Linked DNA regions of Sus scrofa: all the other regions are linked to region 1. Evidence: chromatin contacts called from public Hi-C data. All regions are on one chromosome and are shown on one strand. The core of a region is the stretch at or near the end of the contact, and the rest is flanking DNA. Distances in the headings are between cores, read along the strand shown.

Region 1 (3,422 bases), core at 566-3,065:
CCCTTCATTCATTCTTAGTTAAGAGAGTCAATAATAAGGGAAAATTTTAAGAATGTTAATACCTTTATATGATTCTAGCTGACTCCTGCTTCCCAACTACATTAGAGCTTCCGTCTCTTGTAACATGCAAAGCAAATAAGGCTCACAAGAAATTAATATATAAATAAATTTAATGGGTAAAAAACTTGTCTGATATTAGAAAAATTTCCATGTTAAGAAGACCACATAGAAATGAAAGTGCTACAAATGAAGCACCAAGAGTAGCAGCTTTGGGGGAAGATATATCAATTTGAAAGTAAGAAAACAAAAATTCATTGTGGCAAAAAGTTAAGTCCATTAGAGGACTCTGAGCAGAATACATAATAATTTTTTTCTACTATAATTCTGGATTTCTTTGTTCAAATACTTTCCTGCTCTTTAGAAACTGACAAAAACTAAAAGATGTAAAAAAAATATTTATTTTTCAGTAAAATATTTAATTACAAATGCAACTAGCAAAACTGTAACCATTATCTAAATACATTACCTGAAATTTTATACGTTTCTTATTCCTAAACCAGCAAATAATGATGGATCTGTGTAAGGTATTAAAATAAAACATTGCTGATTCTTCCCTGCCCCCATAAACTCCAAAGTGGGTGGGATGGGATATAAATGAAAGAGAATTATAATTAAATGAGAATTAAAACTGAAAAAAGTTTGAAAACAGCTACTTTCTTCTTCTAAGGACTACTACTATCAATTAATAATGGGAATGTTGATGCATAAGGAGGGATGCTTAAAGTAGAAATAACCAACTTGGTAGCCAGAATGGGGCAAAATATGCTTACATTGCCCAGTGATACAACCTCACTACTTTCTTCCTGACTATAAGTCTGATTATGGTCTAGCCCTAAGAATCTGAGTTCCATCCAACTGCATAGTTTAAGGAACAGGTTACCATCTGAGTATTAGTGGTAACTGTTACCCTTTATTCAACTTCTGTCCACTTGTTTCCATCCTTACTGAAATACCAGTGTTAATTCTATGTAGCTACTCTCAAATTATTAATCTTAAAATAGCGGGAAAGATTATTAAATATTAATGCTCCTATCAATTAGATGATCGGAATATCTAAGTGGAAAACACTTTTTTAGTACCTTATAGAAAATGTGTGCTTATCAAAACCATATACATGCGTATAAACACATACCAATGCATATATAGGTGTTCAATGTATAATAATTCATTGATCTGAAAATTTATGGGCACTTTTCTGTATGTATGTTGTACATTAAATTAAAAAGTTAAAAACTAGCACTTACATGGAATTATTAATAACTTCACAGTTACTTACTATTACTTCCTCAGCTTGTCGAACCAGATCAGCAGTTTTTGCCTCTAATTCTGCATTTAAACGCCTAAAAGCAAAAAATAATTTAATAATTTGGACATACTGAAGACTGTAATACAAAATAAAAGCAATTAAATTTCAATAACTACACTTTTATCAACAAACACCAAAACACACACATAACATTTTAATTTTAAAATTAACATAACTATTAGAAAACTTATCTCCAAATCCCCAATTCTTTCTTCTTTGTGGTGGAAATTCAAATGGTGCAACTCCTAGCTCTCTCTGTCCCTTAGTTCTGTTGGAATGATTTATTTGGGAAGAATAAAGTGGATGGCATCAACTCACTTCCACTCTCCATCTTCTTGAGATCAACTCCAGTGGGGACCACGGGAACAGGAGTGGGGCAGAGGCCTGCTTTCAACTGAGGTGTCAGGTGACTGGGAAGGTAAATCTGGGGTTTAGTGAGCAGACCTGAGGTGGCTCACACTTCAGCTACATACTTCGGTATCAGTTTCACCAGAAATAGAGGTGATTATTTTTACCTCCACCTGTGACTCCTTTTTTTCCAATCTATCTGCAATCTAGCAAAGAATTGGAATACTATACGGCCCAATTAAGACTACAAGAATAGCAATGACATTGAAGGTAACTTTTTAAAGGAAAAAAATTGCTCATCCAATCATTTTTAATATTCCCTTCTAATTTTCATCTGTAGCACATATGCAATTTTGTACTGTCATCCCATAATAATATAGATGAAATATGTTTATCTCTATATATAATCTTTATAATCAGTGCTTTAAATGGCTATAAAGCATTTTAATGAGTTGAATTTAACATTATTACTAAACTGTTTCTCTTGTTAGTTCAAGTCCCCATCTCAGTTTTAAAGGTTAACATTCCAGTAAATATCCTCAAAAACATGTAACTTTCAAATTCTATTCACAGGTCACATTTCTAGGCTCTTTAGAAGTTTTATGAAGAAAATAAAGCAATTTTTAACATGAAATATTTTACTGTTTATTTGTTTAAGGTATGTGATTCAGAAGTAACACAAAAGCCAGTGATGACCCCCACTCCCAAGGGGGAAAAAAAAAGCAGTATCTTATCTCTTACAACAGTCTGATGTTTTAAGAATTATTTTTAAATCTTAGGATGAGTTAATCAAAAGAAAAATATCTAATAACGTCTTAAAAGTTGTATTCAAAATGCCTTTACCTGATTTTTCACATTTCCCTAGTAAAACCATTAGAGGTTCTGATCAATAAAGATAACTAGGAAGGCCATTATTCTTCTGCTGCAAACCTATGAAAATCCTGGATAAAATGTAACAAAGCCAATACTGCTAAACTCAAACTTGGGCAAGGAAAATACCCCAGTACTAAAAATAAAGCAGCAACTCAAAATGAGAGCAGTAAACAGGAACAGGAGCCAAAACGGCTTAACAGCTAGAAATTGATGCACATGAGAGAGTCATGAAGGGCTACACCTGTGAACCACAGACTACAAAAACACTACCCATAACCTTAGGTGAACAGAAATGAAACTAGAGCCAAGTGTGGAAAAGATTCTCTTGTGAGTAATTAGAGCACACAGGATTGTAGTCCAAGTTCATCTTACCCAGATGGTACAGGGACACCATGCCAAAACTTTAATATAGAAAGTTGGCTTTGAACCAGTGAAAACTCTGATAAGCTAACAAAGTTAAATGCAAAACCACCATTAGGGACATTTACTCATCTATAACACATGCAATTCTCTCAGAAAGCAAATCCTGCTAAAGATGATTTCATGAAGTAATAAATTGCATTAAGAAACAAGTCCTCACAGGGGACAATCAGCAGATGAAACAAAATTTGCATCGTAAGAACTGGAGATCATAAAACAATCTAAGAAAGAATCTTAAAGCACTTTAAAAAAAAAAAAAAGAAACCATTAAGCAAGAACCAGCCATTGTGAACACATATTCAAAAAACAAACAAAAAAACCCAAAAAACAGTGAATTTGGAAAAGAACCAAAGAGAAATCACATAAATGAAAACATAGTTAATGTATTTAAAAACCCAAATGCAATAGATAAGCT
Region 2 (3,422 bases), core at 302-2,801, 400 kb after region 1:
TATGACCACTATTTGGAAATTCAATCCTTGATTTGATACTCAATTACATGGGGTTTCATTCCTACCAACTTCCTGTAATTCTATCCCTATGGGTAAAAATATTAGTGGTCAAACTGCTGGAGAAAGTATAGGCACCGTGATTCACATAGTTAAATGTTCATTTAGTAGAGCTGGAGTGAAAAATACTGTTTCAACTTGAAATGCTAGAAGATTGTTGTTCTTGTGTTACTCATTCATGCAAATTGGAGAAGGTATAATTGAAACAAGGTTGGCAGTGTTTGAGGCAGTGTGCTGCAGCTGAGCTCAGCTTAAAGGTCGCTGGAAATCAAGTGCTTTGTAAGTGAAGGCATTTTGACTACAAGCGATTCAAGACATTTTGGAAACGTCAGTCGTCAGTCTCGGGAATGGGCCGTCTTTTTCTTTCTACGATATCTGGTCTCTAAGGTTTTACTCAGGATAAAGACCACTACTTACGAGCTCTTTTAGGCACCACAAATGATTTTTTCTTTCGATGCAGTGCAGCTGCTTCTAGCCTGTCTACCGACAGAGATCTTTGTTATGACTTTCAGCCCTTAACATGTTTGGAAATGAGAACAAATGGCACAAAGCTTACGATTGCACTTTGCAGCCAGAAGAAGCAATACTTACCCTTTGTCAGAAACCTCTGGAGATGATTTGGATAGCAGTATTCACATGTGCTTCACAAGACCAACACGGATTTCAACCTCTAACGTGGTTCAAATGAAGCTGACTCCCAGACAAACTGCACTAGCTCCGTTAATAAAGGAAAACGTTAAGTCTCAGGAAAGATCATCTGTTCCTTCACCTGAAAATGTTAATAAAAAGAGCAGCTGTCTGCAGATTTCACTCCAGCCAACAAGGTACAGTGGATGTCTTCAGTCTAGCCATGTCTTAGCTGGCAGTGATGATGCTTCATTTACTTGTGTCTTGAAGGATGGCAGTGCTGTGGTTGATAACGACCTGAGTGCTGTGGATGATGGTACCTTTTTAAGCAGTTCTGTCATTTGCAGTGGTAGCCTTAGTAACTTTTCAGCCAGTGAGAATGGGTCTTATAGCAGCAACAGTAGCGATTATGGGTCATGCACCAGTATCACCAGTGGAGGTTCCTACACCAACAGTATCACCAGCGACAGCAGTGGTTGTGGTTTTCCGCCAACTGATGATACCTTTTTTGGTGGAAATTTGTCTTCTGACAGCACCTCCAATAGAAGTGTGCCAAACAGGAATACTGCTCCATGTGAAATTTTGTCAAGAAGTACAAGTACAGTTCCCTTTGTCCAGGATGACTTGGATCATGGACTAGAGATCATGAAATTGCCAATGATCAGGAACTCAAAAATTCCTCTAAAACGTTGTTCATCCTTAGTCATTTTTCCTAGGAGTCCTTCAAATACTCCACCAACTTCTCCTACAAGTACAGGTACTTTTCTGAGCAAAGGATCCTATCAGACCTCACACCAGTTTGTTATTTCTCCTAGTGAAGTTGCCCACAATGAAGATGGCACTAATGCTAAGGGATTTCTTTCAACAGCTGTCAACGGACTTCGGTTGTCTAAAACAACCTCTACTCCTGGAGAAGTAAGAGACATACGACCCCTTCACAGGAAGGGCTCATTACAAAAGAAAACTGTTATTGCAAATAATAGTCCAAATCAGACCGCCTGTGAAAAGTCATCTGAAGGATATTCTTGTGTTTCAGTGCATTTCACCCAACAGAAAGCAACTACATTAAATTGTGAAACAGCAAATGGTGACTGTAAACCAGGGATGTCAGAAATTAAGCTTAACTCTGATTCAGAGTATATTAAGCGTATGCATAGGACATCTGCATATTTACCATCCTCCCAAAATATAGATTGTCAAATCAATATCAGCAGACAGTTGGAAAGACCAAACTTACAGATAAACAAAAACCATGCTATTTTACGAAGAAGTATTTCATTGGGAGGAACTTATCCAAATATTTCCTGTTTATCCAGCCTTAAGCACAATTGTTCTAAGGGGGGACCATCTCAATTGCTCATAAAGTTTGCATCTGGAAATGAAGGTAAAGTTGATAATTTAACAAGAGACAGCAACAGAGATTTCACAAATGATCCATCTAATTCTTTAAAGCATTCTTGTAAGGTAAGTTTCCTTTGGTCTTGATAAATACTAATTTATACTGTAATAACTTTATGAAATATTTGGTTAAGTTTATTATAACTTGGCACTTTTATGTATTTTTTAGTCCTTAGCTAGCAAGTACTTTGTAGTCATGAACTTTACATTTGTGAATCTGAAAAAATGCCCAGTAGTTTTTCTCTCTAGCTGTTATTTTATCAGTGTAGAAAATATTCATTTAAAAAGAACTTTCCAAAGTGATATGAGCCATAAAACATTTCTGTAGCATAAAAACAAGCTTTAAATAATAAATTATTTCATAACATTTTACCTCAGTATGTTTTTCCCTCAAGTGGCATAATATTTAAATGTCTAACTCAGGATTTTATTCCTACTTTTACAAATGCTCATTTAGTATTCTTCCTCTCCTTAAGCATTGTGGAAAAAAAATATAGAAAGCTGCTTAAAATGTCAAAAAATAAAAAGCTTACATAAAATGTGAAAATCTTCTTAGAAATGAGTGCAGAGAAAATGTTTCTTTAAAATACATATATTTATTAGATCATCAATAAAAACTGTTGTTCTGAATGTTTAAAACAGAGGAAAAATAAATGGCATTTGTGTTTGTATATACCCTTAGCCACAGGAATTTTGTTTCCACCCTATTTTTCTTTAGCTACCAGTTAAGAGTGCCTTCTAAAATGTAACTCATTCTTTAACATATTAAATTCTAAATTTTATATTTTTGAATTTGGTTTCAATTGCTAAGCATTTTCCTTAATTTTCTAGTTACCCTATAAATTTGTTATTTTGGTAATTTTGCATTATTATATCAGTAATTTAACTCAAGTGAATCTTAACCAAAACTGTTCTTTATGTAGTTTGGCCTTTCCAAAGTATTTTAAGTGTTTTGAACTTAAAAAGATTTTTTAAATTTCTGTATTTGGAAGATCTTGCCAGATTTCAGGAAATTTAAAAAATGTTTCTGACTAAACCAATTCTAGATGACAGTTCATAATAGTTTTTTTGGGGAAAAAATTTGTCTGCCTAATCTGTGTTTATAGAACACTTGATATCCATGTTAAAGATTTTTTTTAAACTTCTGGATAAATAAAATATTAAGTAATTGCTGGTTTGTTTCCTCTCTTTTGAAATCTGATAAATCTAATCATTGTTACTCAATGTCCAGATGTTAATAACTACTTTATTGGGGATGAATAAAGATCATATTTCAAATTCTGATCTATGTTTTAGAATTATTAATTCCACTTACAGAACTTTTTAAAAACCAGCTGTTA
Region 3 (3,422 bases), core at 617-3,116, 270 kb after region 1:
TTATTCAGATGAGAACTTTTTATTTATTTATTTATTTATTTTTTGTCTCGTCTTTTTAGGGCCGCACCTCAGCATATAGAGGCTCCCAGGCTAGGGGTCGAATCAGAGCTGTAGCTGCCAGCCTACACAACAGCCACAGCAATGCCAGATCTGAGGTGTGTCTGCAGCCTACACCACAGCTCACGGCAACAATGGATCCTTAACCCACTGAATGAGGCCAAGGATCGAACCCATGTCCTCATAGATACTAGTCAAGTTCATTAACTGCTGAGCCATGACTGGAACTCCCAGATAGGAACTTAAGAATTGATACTTTTAGGACTGACATTATCATTGAAATAATGACTTCTTCCTAAATTAAGAGCTCTGTAAAGTATCTGTTGTAATGAAATTTTTAAATGTGTTATTTTGGCCATACTTTATAAAGCTAAAAGAGTGAATAAATCATGTTATTACTCTAGGACATTATAATTTCTATGAAAAAATTATTAATAGTAAACTAGATTTATTACTAGCAACTATAATTATACTTTTTTTTTTTTTTTTTTTTTTTTTTTTTTTTGTCTTTTTGCTTTTTTCTAGGGCCGCTTCCACAGCATGTGGAGGTTCCCAGGCTAGGGGTCTAATCAGAGCTATAGCCACCGGCCTACACCACAGCCACAGCAACACAGGATCTGAGCCAAGTCTGCAACCTACACCACAGCTCACGGCAATGCTGGGTCATTAACCCACTGAGCTAGGCCAGGGACCAAACCCACAACCTTATGGTTCCTAGTCGGATTCGTTAACCACTAAGCCGGGACGGGAACTCCCTATAATTATACTCTTAAATATCTACTTTTTATTTTCATCATTTTAATAAGGAATCATTTTTTTTCCTCTGTTTAAATTTATCAGAAGCTTTAGGTATTTGTGGTGTATGTGAATGGGAGATTACTCTTTTCTCATCTTATGGTCAATTGAAGACCATAAACATCAGCAAAATAACCTTTTATAGATACATCATCATAATTTTTCTTGTCTAGGTATAAATTGTATGGCTCAGATCTGTTCATTTATACTTACACAGGGGCAGGAGAGTGTTTGGGCAGCCTTATCTAGCTAGATAGTTCACACATGTTACCTCATTTATCCCTCCAGCAGTCCTGTAAGACAGATGATATTTATCCCCATTTTATAGATTGGGAAACAGACTGAAAGAGTAGTTAAGTAACTTGTTCATAGTCAGGTAAGTAGTGGGTCCAGAATTTGAGTCCTGGTTTGTCTGTCTCCAAAACCCAGGTCACATCGTTCAGCAGACTATCTTCTTATCTTCTGGCAAAATGAGGTTTTAAAAGATATAGGCCTTTCTTTCTGTACTCTGTTTCTGTGACACCTAGAAGAGTACTTTAACAAATTGAGGACCTAGGAGGTATCATGGGATAAAAGAAACATCTCTATCTTCTTATTCCCCACATTATTCACCTAGAGTGACTGAGAGAAATGTCGAACAAATGGGGTTTTAAGGCATAAGTATGAAGAAGGGTATGTTTTTTAAACAAAAATACTAAAAATGGCATACATAAACCAGCATTTGTCCCTTTTGAAAGTAGCTTAGGAGGCTGACTCTAACAATTATGTCGTTACTCAATATTTTAGAATCTCTTAAATTTTTGTTCTCAGCTGTTGCCACTTTTCTTAAAATACCTTTAATAGTGATTTCTCTTCATCCTTTGAAGGTGAATTTGGTTTTTTATAAATATATTCTCCATATTAAGAACAGGTTGTATTACAGATGTCCTTTTGTAAGTCAGCTGCTTGGAACTCATTCCTGTCCAGAAACCCTGGCAGCAGGGATGAAATAGTGAGCTTTGAACTGTTGGCAGAGGCTCTCATGGGTGCAGGTGCTGAGCAGCCAGAGCCGAGGCTGCAGGCCAGACGGGAGCAGTACAATTTAAGTTGGATTTGAGGAGAAAAAAAAAGTACTTAGGTGATAAGGGGGGGGTCTAAAAATGAGGGATTATTGAGGAGTGTTTGGTTGAGAGTTTACAGTCACTTTCTTTCCTTCTCCCACTCCCCAAACTGTTACTATTAACAGAAGATGAAAAGCAGAAATGTCTAGGGAAGGGTAGGGCAAGGTATGCCAGCAGGACAGCAGTGTCCTCCCCTGGCCTCTCTCCACTGTTCTTACTGACCATGGCTTTGTGATGATCTTAATGCCACACCCTAAATGTGAAATGAGCTTTTGAAAAAGTAATTGTATTACATAATCAGTTCTTCTTAAGTTAAAATTTATCCCTTGCTTATTTTAATTATTTCTTTTTCTCAGTGTTGATCTTACTACTGCCTTAAAAAGTTTCTCAGTGATCCTTTTTTTAGAACATATTAACCTCAGTCTTACTAAGAAACTATGCTTAATTTCTCTCAGGTCATTCTAGCATACCTAGAATACCTAGAATATTATAGAATATTATAATATTCTAGCATATCTAGAATATTATAACTAGAATACCTATTTTCATACAGTTCTGGCAGAACAATTTCATACAGTTAGATTGTTTTCCCCATACAGTTTTTTTCTAAGATATGGATGGTTTTGACAAATATTTATTGAGTGTCCCTTGTGAGCCGAATATTACAATCATGAAAATGTATGAATTTCTTTTTTTTTTTAACAGCCACACTTGTGGCATATGGAAGTTCTGGGGCTAGGAGTCAAATGAGAGCTGCATCTGAGACCTACACGGCAGCTGGCAGCAACGCCTGATCCTTAACCTACTGAGTGAGGCCAGGGATCGAACCCACATCCTCACAGACGCTATATCCGATTCTTAACCTGCTGAGCCACAATGGGAATGCCTGCATGAATTTCTTAATTAGGGAAGGGGAAAGGGAGATGTTCTGACATGTACTGATAAAATGTAAAACAGGCTTTCTTGGCATTTATCTTAGCCTCTTCACATTTATGGCGTGGTTACTGCTCTTTCTAAAATCTTCATCTCTTACTGCTGATTTAACTACACCTATCACCTAAGTTGAACCATATTTTAAAGTGTAAATTAAAACCATGTTGACAAATGCTTACATACTGGAAATGTAGTATTTATGCTTTATAAAAAAAATTGAGTTAAAATTTGTCATGTTTGGCTGCTTTGTCGAGTAAATGGCTACATAGTCAAAGAAACTGAGTTGTAACTGCCTTCTATACAAAAGACTATTACAGCTTTCCTTTCTGTTTATTTTTAGGAATTAAAGGAATTACCCAGCCTTCTGCTTTTGTACCTACAGCTGAAAGTAATTCCTTTCAGCCACAAGTAAAGACTTTGCCATCTCCTATTGATGCTAAACAGCAGTTGCAACGGAAAATCCAGAAGAAGCAGCAAGAACAGAAACTACAATCCCCCTTGCCGGGAGAATCCTCAGCAAAAAAATCAGAAGGCGCT

What was found. A called contact is a pair of places that touch in the nucleus more often than the background predicts.
Region 2: a contact with region 1 is called in a Hi-C map of skeletal muscle, with 4 times the contacts expected there. The contact joins two enhancer-like sites. A contact is called at or near these places in 2 of 47 Hi-C or Micro-C datasets (psoas muscle and skeletal muscle) and 1 of 2 datasets of contacts at active chromatin or transcription factors (skeletal muscle).
Region 3: a contact with region 1 is called in a Hi-C map of skeletal muscle, with 6 times the contacts expected there. The contact joins two enhancer-like sites. A contact is called at or near these places in 3 of 47 Hi-C or Micro-C datasets (embryonic fibroblasts, psoas muscle and skeletal muscle) and 1 of 2 datasets of contacts at active chromatin or transcription factors (skeletal muscle).

Annotation. Positions count from the first base shown.
Region 1 is chr1:115,594,081-115,597,502 of Sscrofa11.1, forward strand. It overlaps TEX9 (testis expressed 9), which reads right to left. Exons shown (of 12, transcript NM_001244599.1): 3 at 1,337-1,400. Among named protein-coding and RNA genes, the nearest start is that of TEX9, 12 kb to the right of the region's middle. Within about 2 kb of position 1,816, at least 1 of the 83 cell types and tissues checked has an H3K27ac peak or open chromatin away from gene starts, as enhancers often do. A contact at or near this core is called in skeletal muscle, where this site is marked.
Region 2 is chr1:115,992,085-115,995,506 of Sscrofa11.1, forward strand. All of the region lies in intron 5 of NEDD4 (E3 ubiquitin-protein ligase NEDD4), which reads left to right. Among named protein-coding and RNA genes, the nearest start is that of NEDD4, 52 kb to the left of the region's middle. Within about 2 kb of position 1,552, at least 1 of the 83 cell types and tissues checked has an H3K27ac peak or open chromatin away from gene starts, as enhancers often do. A contact at or near this core is called in skeletal muscle, where this site is marked.
Region 3 is chr1:115,860,270-115,863,691 of Sscrofa11.1, forward strand. It overlaps RFX7 (DNA-binding protein RFX7), which reads left to right. Exons shown (of 11, transcript XM_021094836.1): 10 at 3,226-3,422. Among named protein-coding and RNA genes, the nearest start is that of NEDD4, 80 kb to the right of the region's middle. Within about 2 kb of position 1,867, at least 5 of the 83 cell types and tissues checked have an H3K27ac peak or open chromatin away from gene starts, as enhancers often do. A contact at or near this core is called in skeletal muscle, where this site is marked.